Linked DNA regions of Mus musculus: region 1 is linked to region 2. Evidence: chromatin contacts called from public Hi-C data. All regions are on one chromosome and are shown on one strand. The core of a region is the stretch at or near the end of the contact, and the rest is flanking DNA. Distances in the headings are between cores, read along the strand shown.

Region 1 (5,142 bases), core at 2,530-5,029, 600 kb after region 2:
ATCCCATGAGCCCACCTCTGTCTTTTGCTAGTGCCCAACTGAGGCTTTTAAAACAATGGCAACAGAGCTAGACAGATTGTCCAGTGGTTAAGAGCACTTGCTGCTCTTGCAGAGGACCTGGGTTCAAGTCCCAGGACTGACATGACAACTCATGTGGAGTCTAAGACTCCAGCTCCAGGGGATTAACACCTCTTCTGGAATTCACAAACACCAAAACCACATGCAGTGGCCATGTATACATTCACCAAAACACTCATACACATAAAATAAAGATAATTCAATCTTTTTAAAAAAATGACTAAAAATAAGACAATAGTACTCAGAAGTATAGAAGTATAGAAGAAACAGGAAGAAGAAAGAGGAGGAGGAGGGGGGAGGGAGGAGAAAGAAGGAGAGGGAGGGGAAGGAGAAAAAAGGAGAGGGGGAGGAGAGGGGGAGGGGGAGGAGAAAAAAGGAGAGGGGGAGGGGGAGGGGAAAAACGGAGAGGGGGAGGGGAGGGGGAGGGGGAGAGGGAGAGGGAGAGGGAGAGGGAGAGGGAGAGGGAGAGGGAGAGGGAGAGGGAGAGGGAGAGGGAGAGGGAGAGGGAGAGGGAGAGGGAGAGGGAGAGGGAGAGGGAGAGGGAGAGGGAGAGGGAGAGGGAGAAGGAGAAGGAGAAGAAGAAGAAGAAGAAGAAGAAGAAGAAGAAGAAGAAGAAGAAGAAGAAGAAGAAGAAGAAGAAGAAGAAGAAGAAGAAGAAGAAGAAGAAAAGACTAAGAAAGCAAGCAAGCCTTGTTTTTGAAGAGCATTGTGTATGGCTGGGAAAGTCTAGGAACCCAGAAGTTTTCTCATGTTCTCCTGAGGCATCTGGGATTTGGGGAGGGGGTATTTGAATAGGGAAAACTATTGGTGTATTCCTATACCAGTAAGTATAGAAATCATACTATACCAAATAAGAAAATGCCACTCCTCCAACCAGAACAAATGTGACGTCTGCTGTTCCTGGGAGGCAGAACTGCATCTTCTCTCCTGCTTTACAGCTGACCAGAACCCACTCATATGTTCTGGTCAGTAAATATTGAAAGATTTTAAGAGCTTCTGCTTTAACGTACATGCTCACGCCGAGCTGTAAATGTCTATGAGGGCAGAGCTGGGGGAAAATACCACTTCTGAGTGACTCAACCTCACAATTAATAATTGAGAATCTTTCTCTTTTTCCCTTGACTTTTTTCTCCCTGAACGAGAATGCAGTCTTCAGCTTGTTAAGCTCGGCTCACTCCCACTGATAACTCACCAGAGATCATAATTTATGGACAATTGAAGCTGCAGAAACATCTCTTAGACGGAACAGAGCAGATCCATAGCAACAATTCTTCAGGGGAATATTAATCCCCGGCTTTATGTAGTGCTAAGTGTACAATAGTAATCAGAACTTGAGTAGAAGCTGCTAATCATTGAGGGAAAAGGCTGTATAAAGAATTCATAATGGAATTAGCCTGCGGCAAACAAAGAAAGACAAAATTAAATCAGCCATCAAATTGCACCAAGGAATTTTAATTTACAGGTTAATGTAGGATTATGTAACTAATCACAGCTAACATTTTCAATGAACAGCCAATAAAATTCTGCCCGTTTTTTTTCTTTCTAATCTAACTAATGGTATCCCAATAACATATCTTTATTACTCTATAGTATGCTTAAAATGGGTCTCAAAAAACTCTAAGTCTTTCTGATCATCAGAAACAGGGAAGAAACTGTTTTGAAATAATCCATCAAAAGTGTGGACCTAGAAAGAGCCAGGCGCTCCTCAGTGCAGCCCAGAGCTTATAATATCTGGGCGAGTTTGCATAAAACAGATTTACATAACCATATAGCTTTAAAGCCTATGTATGTCTCTCATGCAGGCAGGGAGCTCAAATGAGACAAAAGAGACTAAATTAAAGATGTGAAACTAATTTGGAGCACAAAGTATATCAGCTAATTCTAAATAAAACCACTGCCATGGATTTATATGTCAATATTGCAGACATATCCAATGACAGACACACCAGGGCTGCACTAACAGGGTTTTCATGGTTTATAAATGTGAACATCATAACAAGAAATAAGGTTTCTGGGCTAAAAAGTTGATTAGCATTCCCCCGGGGAGGGGGCTGGAGTCTTGTATACTCCCCAGTTATATTTCGATATCAACCAATGCATGGCAAAGAGAGAAAAGAATACCTCTATGCAATTCGAAAAATTATCTGAAACCTTCAGCTTCATAAATATAAATATGTAAACAGACAGCATAACTCTCTACACACTGGCAAGAAGAACCTCCGAATTTATACTGTACGCTTAAGAAGACATCAGCTTAATCAAAAAGATCTTTTCCCAACATATGGCAGAAGGGAAATTATTATAAATGGGGTAAAAAGTATGTTCATAAGCTTTACTTCACGGGGGAAGAATGCTGAGGAGAGGGGCGGCGACATTCTTCTTGCATATGTTTTTCTTGTAGAGAACAATGTGGGAAAGTCTCGTTCTCCTTGAATCTAAATGTTCATTTTATGGAAGCAGCAACATTCGGCCCAGTTATTAGCAAAGGAGTTTTGTTGCTTGATAAAGTCTAATTTTAAAATGCTCACTTCCAAAAAAACATTATGGTGTCAATTGCAGTACCCTTCAGCAATCCTGTAATAACTTTATTCAACCATTTCTAATTATAATTATATTTTCAATTCCTTTTAGCTATAGAAACTCTTTATCAATCAGAGCACAAGACAGAAAATTACTTTATTACAGCTACAGCTCGTTAAGCTGAGTGCTCTTAATGAAGCAGCCTCATAATCAGATGAAAATCATGCTGGAGAGAACTTGCATCATTAGTCTGGGCCTTAATTACCAAGAAATATAGTCACTAACAATGATATTCCATCTCATGATATGGTGCATGCACCTTCTACACTAGTTGCAATTAATAATTCCACTGACTGCTACAGAATCTCTCCTATTTATTCATAACAATGGAGGGGGGAAATTCTAAATTTAATTGAGCGCTTCAGATTGTACTTTCTCTCCCTCTCTCTTGCGTTCAGATTAAAATGTCACAAGGCTAATATTCTATCTTACAATAATTCATCATTTTAATTACATATTTTATGTATGTGAAATGTCTTTTTCGGCTTTATAGTATAGGTTGACATTTTGGGGGGACGCATCGGGAAATGGGTGGCCTCTCATGAAGGTGGCTCCTGCTGCCCAGGACTGCATTCACAATTCAAAAAAAAAAAAAAAAAAGTGCTGTCATCAGCTCATCCGTTTCATCTGCGTTGGGAAAAGCTGGCTTCAGGAAAAGGGTCCTTCGCCAAAATGGCCTCGGTGTGTTCTGATAGGCTTGGGATAGTGGGGTGGCGATGCCGGGGTGGGCAAGGCTGTGTCACTGGCCTCTTTGTTAAGCATGATTGATCACAGACAGAATCGGTGACTTCCCTTTGTGAAAGCCGGCTTTCTTCTGCAGCTTCATTTCACACTTCCCTTGCCCCTCTCTCACCAAGCCCCTTGCTTCTGGCCTCCGGTGAAATGCTGGGAGAAGGAGACCATGCCTCCGGGCTGCCCACTGGATCAGCACATGGCTCACCCATCTCTGGATCCCAGAAGATGCCCATCTAAATTCTCATGTTCTCTACTGACAGGCTTAAGCCGGAAACATGGGGCCATGGCGACTCTGCTCCTGGTTTTCAAACACAAATTAGGTTCTTGGGTGCAGGCAAAGCGCACCAGAAAGGGCAGAGGGCAACGGACTTGGCAGAGATAAATGAGATCGCTACTTGACCTCCAACCCAAGGATGCCTAGCGCTGAACTTCCTGTCTGACACAGCCTTTTCACGGGAATTGTTGCCAAAACAGCTGATTCGATTCATCCAGGCTACACTTTCCCCCAGCGTCTGCCTTCTGAACACCAACAGCTTTGACAAATGAAACTGAGAAAAGAGAATGACTTGGAAAAACCCACAGCCCACAAGTAGAGGGGCTGGCTAGGATCTAGGCGAATGCTGCCTTTATAGAACCTTAGCATCCCGTTTCTACACCACCAGTGTAAAGACCCTCTATTAAAAGTTCCTTGGCTTCACGCTGAGTTTTCTTAAGTAAGCAATGACAGAGTTCAGAAGCCACCCATAAGGAAGAAACTGTCCTCTCCACCCAAATCCAAACCCAAATCATATCAACAGCAGAATAAAGTAACAAGACGAATGACTGCCACCAAAAGCTCCCTTAAAGGCAGAAGCTGACTGTATTATTCAGGACCCTTGGCCCTCCTGTCATGGCTAAGGGTTCAAACAAAGTAGCATTTGGCGTGACAATTCACACAGACTCCACAGGCAAAGGGAGTACTGAACAGGGGTCTTGGAGAAGAGAGCCCCAAGAAGAGATGGGGCAGAGCAAGAGAATTGGGGCCACCTGGAAAAGCGTCTTAAGTGAACAAAAGGAGACTGACCTGGGCCAAGGAAGAAAGAGGCAGGCCAACAGCAGGAAATGAAAAGCAGCCTGGGAAGACAGCAGAGGAGAGAGCAGTAATCAGAACCACACAGAATATTTCCATAGGAAAAATGCTTGGCATTCTGCTAAGCCCGATGGCTTGCAAAACAACTGGGGATGTACACTGATCCCCAAAGACAAGTGGATCCCATGGCCTGGCCTGATGCCTTCAGAAGCAACCACTGGTGAGCTAAGGAAGAGCTGGCAGAAAATGGCTGAGTCCCACAGCCTCCTAAGTCACTCCATGTTGGCTTCATCCGAAGCCTTCCACCATTCCTTAAATCTTCCTTTTGACGTCATTCTGTATAGACACAGAAGTGACTATGGATATTTTTCATTCGGCTATGGCTGCTTACAGGTACAGCCCCTGCAGAGCACTGGACCTTTGAGGCTACAGCCAACATTCTGCTATCCTGTCTCAGCATCTTTGACACCCATTTCCTAGGTGGGAATAAGAGGAGATCCTGGCAGCCACATCTGAGGAGAACGGAGATACTTCACCTGAGGGTCACCTAGCTAACGACGTCATCATCCTTCCCCGGTCCAGCAGCTGCAGCATGAGATCATCGTGGGCCTACCACTTACCAGCTGGTGACCTTAGGAGGATGATTTAACTTCTTCTGTGCCTCTGCGCCTCAGGCCCCA
Region 2 (4,497 bases), core at 1,813-4,312:
TATTCCATGCATAACTGTGTTCAAATTTCCCTTCTCTTCAATATTAAAAACGGAAAACCAGGGTGTGATGTGGTGGCCCATGCTTATAATTCTAGCTTTTAGTGGGCTGAAGCAGGAAGATTGTGAGTTATTCTGGGCACGGCTAGCAGTCTGAGTTATAAAGCTAGACCATGTCTCAAAACAAACAAAAGCCCAAGAAACAAAACCTGGTTTGTTGCCATTGCTTGAAATTCCTGCCCAAACTACATCCAAAATTCAACTGCTTCTGGCTTCTTCAAGGCTGCATCATCCTGAGAAACCACAAGGCACTATCACCCTCCAGGAGTCTACAATAGCTCCTTCCGTGGTCACTGATGGCATTTAACCCCTATATTACAAAGATTTTTCAACCCTTCAAACTTCCTTAAACTCTCAGAGTTTGGTTGATACTGTTTTGAAATTTTATTCATTTATTTGGCAGGGGGTGAGGGGAGGGGAAACAAAAACATAAAGCACCCAAGATTTGACTCTGAAAACCTAAGGCAGAAAGATTAAATCTTAACTTCTGGATGGGGAAGCAGCTCACACACAAAGATAAAAAACTCTCTGGATTCTCAGGAGGCCCTCAGGGTCTGGTGGCAAGAGTTACTTCCTCTTTTCTGTGGAGGACAAGGAAGGACTTCCCCTTTCAATGACAGCCCAGATAAGATGAAAAGGATGTGGAGAAAGTCAAGTGGGGAGGGACCATGGAGGTGACACATACCAGTCATTAAAGCAGCTAAGTCAGGTGCAGAGTACAGGGCCCTACAGCACCTGTAAGAAAGTGCAAGACTTGGCCCTGGCCTCCCAAGATGTGGGGAGCATGTGTGGGAAGGGCAAGAGAGGGCTGTGGGCTCTAATCCAGCTAGCCTGGAGTGTTCATCTCATATCTAAGGGCAACAGGGAAATAATAAAACAATTCAGTGAAAGAAGACTTGGTCAAGTTTTGCTTCACACACCAAAAAATGTCTTTAATGGGAAAATGAGGGGTTAATGTTAGAGGTGGGGTAACTGAGGAGACAGAGAAAACTCAGAAGCTGGACATAGCTCCAATGGTGAGGAGAAGAAGCATTTAGAAGGAAGAATCAGCAGCCGCAGGAGAGAGGACGAAAGGGAAATGCCAGCAACTCCAGAATCCCAAGGTGACTCCATCAGCTGGGCAGTGGGAGAGGAGGATGGAGCCAGAACTGAATAAACTTAAGGCATGGAGTCTTTGGAGCTAGCCTTGTACCTTTCTTCTTTTCTTGGATTATTGGTGCTGGAAAGAACCCCAGAAATCAGTTCACTCACATCTCCACCTTTGACAGCCCCCCCACCCCACCTTTGCCTCTTTCTGTAAGTTTTTTGCTCCACTGAGCCTTTAAAAGCAGGTATACCCTGCAAGCTCTGCTCTCTCCTCTTCTGACTGTACTCTGGATTCATGGCTCCATCCACATCTCCACCTTCAGTGGACATCGGGAAACAGAAGCTTCTGGCAGGAAACCCGCTATCCTGAGGCCCCACTCCCACTCACCCGCTATCCTGAGGCCCCACTCCCACTCACCCACTTCTCACAACTCTCAGAAGCCTTCATCCCAAATTCTCCTCACTCTCTGGTTCTTTCTGCCTTAGGAAGCTTCCCAGAGGCCCTCGCCAAGCAGTTGAACTTATACAGAGAAATTTCAGTGACTCTATTTACCTTGTAATTCCTTGGTTAAGTTTAACCATAATTTATGGCACAGTGCTTTCAAGTATTTTAGCCCCTGTGTGGTGGGATTAGGCTGATGAGGATAATTCTTATCAAATCAAATAAAAATATGGCTTTCCTGGAGAAGGGCCCAACATTAATCCCACCATCAACACAAACCCATCAACACACACACACACACACACACACACACCTGATGTTCTTGGAGCAAAACCAGAAACATCTAGGGATACTTTAAATTCCATGTAAAGGGCCAGGGGTCTGGCGACCATCTAACCATGGTGTTAATGCTTTAGTGACTGTGGCAAAGCCAGGGCCCCAGTGAGGTCATAGGGATGCCTGGCTCCATGTTCATCTATTAAGTGTGCATGCGAGGCAATTTCAAGAACAAAAACAAGTGATAACTTTTAATGTCAGGGCATGGAAGTAGAGAGCTCCAGGAGGTTGGAAATTATGGCCCCTGCTTCACTGTATAGAGAGATCTCTCTTAGCTCTCTAATCCTTTCTGTCCTTTTCCTTCATCTGTAAAATTGGGATACAAGTATTCATTGTAGGATCACATGCAAATTAACTAGTCAATAATAATCTGTTTAGGTCAAATGGGATGCTTGCTTAGAGCTCAATTTTTAAAAATTCAAATCCATGCCATTTCATGCATGTCTGCTTAGAAATTCAGTCCAATATTTACTCAGTCTGTTTTGAACCCTCATGTGATGAATGTTGCTGAGTGCTTACAGTTTCTAGTCAAATACAAATAACTTTCAGAGAGTAAGTAGTGGGTGCCTGTCATCATGGTAATTGATGGTGTTTTCACTTCAGGGTGTGGGCCTGATACGCACAGGGCTCAATGGGGAAAGTAAATGAACTGACTGGACAAAATCTCTTGCCCAGTACTTCTGCTACTCATAACTCAGTACTGCCAAGTTGTCTCCGTCTTAGCAAGAGGGAATAGCTACACACACACACACACACACACACACACACACACACACACCACTGGTTAAGTTGATTCCTTGATTTTTATTTGCTATTAATAAATTAAAATGTATGGCTCTGTGGCTTATCATTACAATTCTTTAAGAAGGTCAGGTCTTCAATAATTCCATGAGGAAGGATAAATTCGTACACCTAAACAAAGGACAATTTGCATTGCTATGAAATGCAAGTCTCTCCCTGTTGTCAATGTCTAGATCCCACACTGCCCTGAGAGGAAGCTTGCAGGGGCACAGGCATACTGTATTTCAAATGGAGATTTTATGTAAGCTTATTTTTATAGTGATTCCAAGAGTAGCTGCTCTGCTTTTTATCTATGCAAACTGGAAATAAAGTAGGCACCCTGCCAGGTCCACAACAGCAGGCCAGGCCCAGGCTACCACGGGTGACTCATACAATGACATCTAAAGGCTCCAGAAAAGAACCCTGACTAATGGCTTTTGGATTCCATGTGACCTTTGATCCTCAATGCCTTCAACCAAAATAAATGACCCAATTTCAAGAAACTCCATCCAGTATGTGACCCTAATGAGTGAAAATTTACCTGTTCCACAGTGATTAATAGGTACTTGTTACTTATCATAATTCCTTAAATCTTAGCCAAACTAGGGCGAATTGACTTTTCAGATGTTCATATTTTAAAACAACTCACTTTCCAGGTAGGTGCAAATTTGAGAGTGCAAGCGTGTAAGTCAGAAGTTCACTACAGAGCAAATGAAAAATATGCATACAATTCTCCCCAAAACATGTCACTGCCTCAGTACTTACTGATGTAGTGACTACGGACTGACAAAAGCCATTGGTCTCCAGGGATACAGCAGGACTGTGGGGATGTCCACAAGCACTGCACACTCTGCCCTCACACCACAGTTAACTTCCAGCTCTGGACAGCATCCCCAGAACACTGATGGGAGATGGGAGCACAGCCTCATCTATAACTAGACCATCATTGCAACCTTTCCATCTGCCCAGAATGTCCAAGTACACTGTCAATAAGCCAGACAAAACCACCCTCATTTCTTTGTGAAAAGAAGCCAAGCTTTTGGCATGTTTGACATACTCATGAAAGCTATTTGATACCCAAAGGGAAGTTGTTATACACTGAAAAATAATTGAGGATTGCAAAAGAAACACAAAACACCTTGGTCTGACTGATAAAATGAAAATGACTGTATTTTAAACCAGAGTTAGGAAATTATAAAAATCAAGAAAAAAATCACCTTTCTATTTAATATTTGTCTTTTGGCATGTGTCTCTGAGATCTTGGCTAGGTAAGGTATCGCCAGTGAGCCAAGAAAATGGACATCATTGGAAGCTTGCTAAAAATCCCTATCCTTGAATCAGAATTTGTGTTTTTTAAAAAGGATCCCCAGATAATTTGAGGTCTATTAAAATTTCAAGGATCATTTCTATAAAACTAGGCAAATAATCTTCAAGTTGGTCATAATTTCTACTTTCTGAAGTTTTAGAAAACAGCCTTTAACTTTTAAAGACCATTCTTTATGCTTCCATGACTTTCTGAATGTGCTCAATGTAAGCCTCATGATACAAATACAAGAGGATGCTATGATTATATATTATAAATGCTGTATGGAAATAAAAAATCATGACAGTGTCTTCTATGAAGAATCTAGACAGTTGCTCTGTGTCTTTGCATTGCATCACCTCAGTGATTTTATTTAACATAGCATCACCTTTATATATGATGTTTAGTATGCAGAGGCAGTCTGGACCATGTCTGCCTATTCTAGGTAAAGAAGGGAAGGGAAGCACCAACCACCGAGATGGGGACTGAACAA

The links. A called contact is a pair of places that touch in the nucleus more often than the background predicts.
Region 1: a contact with region 2 is called in a Hi-C map of the N1E-115 cell line, with 4 times the contacts expected there. The contact joins two enhancer-like sites. A contact is called at or near these places in 1 of 484 Hi-C or Micro-C datasets (the N1E-115 cell line) and 1 of 115 datasets of contacts at active chromatin or transcription factors (extraembryonic endoderm stem cells).

What each region holds. Positions count from the first base shown.
Region 1 is chr11:19,527,987-19,533,128 of GRCm38.p6, forward strand. No RefSeq gene overlaps it. Among named protein-coding and RNA genes, the nearest start is that of Gm39601, 88 kb to the right of the region's middle. Within about 2 kb of position 3,780, at least 34 of the 459 cell types and tissues checked have an H3K27ac peak or open chromatin away from gene starts, as enhancers often do. A contact at or near this core is called in the N1E-115 cell line, where this site is marked.
Region 2 is chr11:18,924,464-18,928,960 of GRCm38.p6, forward strand. The region is part of intron 8 of Meis1 (Meis homeobox 1); the gene reads right to left. Among named protein-coding and RNA genes, the nearest start is that of 8430419K02Rik, 49 kb to the left of the region's middle. Within about 2 kb of position 3,063, at least 39 of the 459 cell types and tissues checked have an H3K27ac peak or open chromatin away from gene starts, as enhancers often do. A contact at or near this core is called in the N1E-115 cell line, where this site is marked.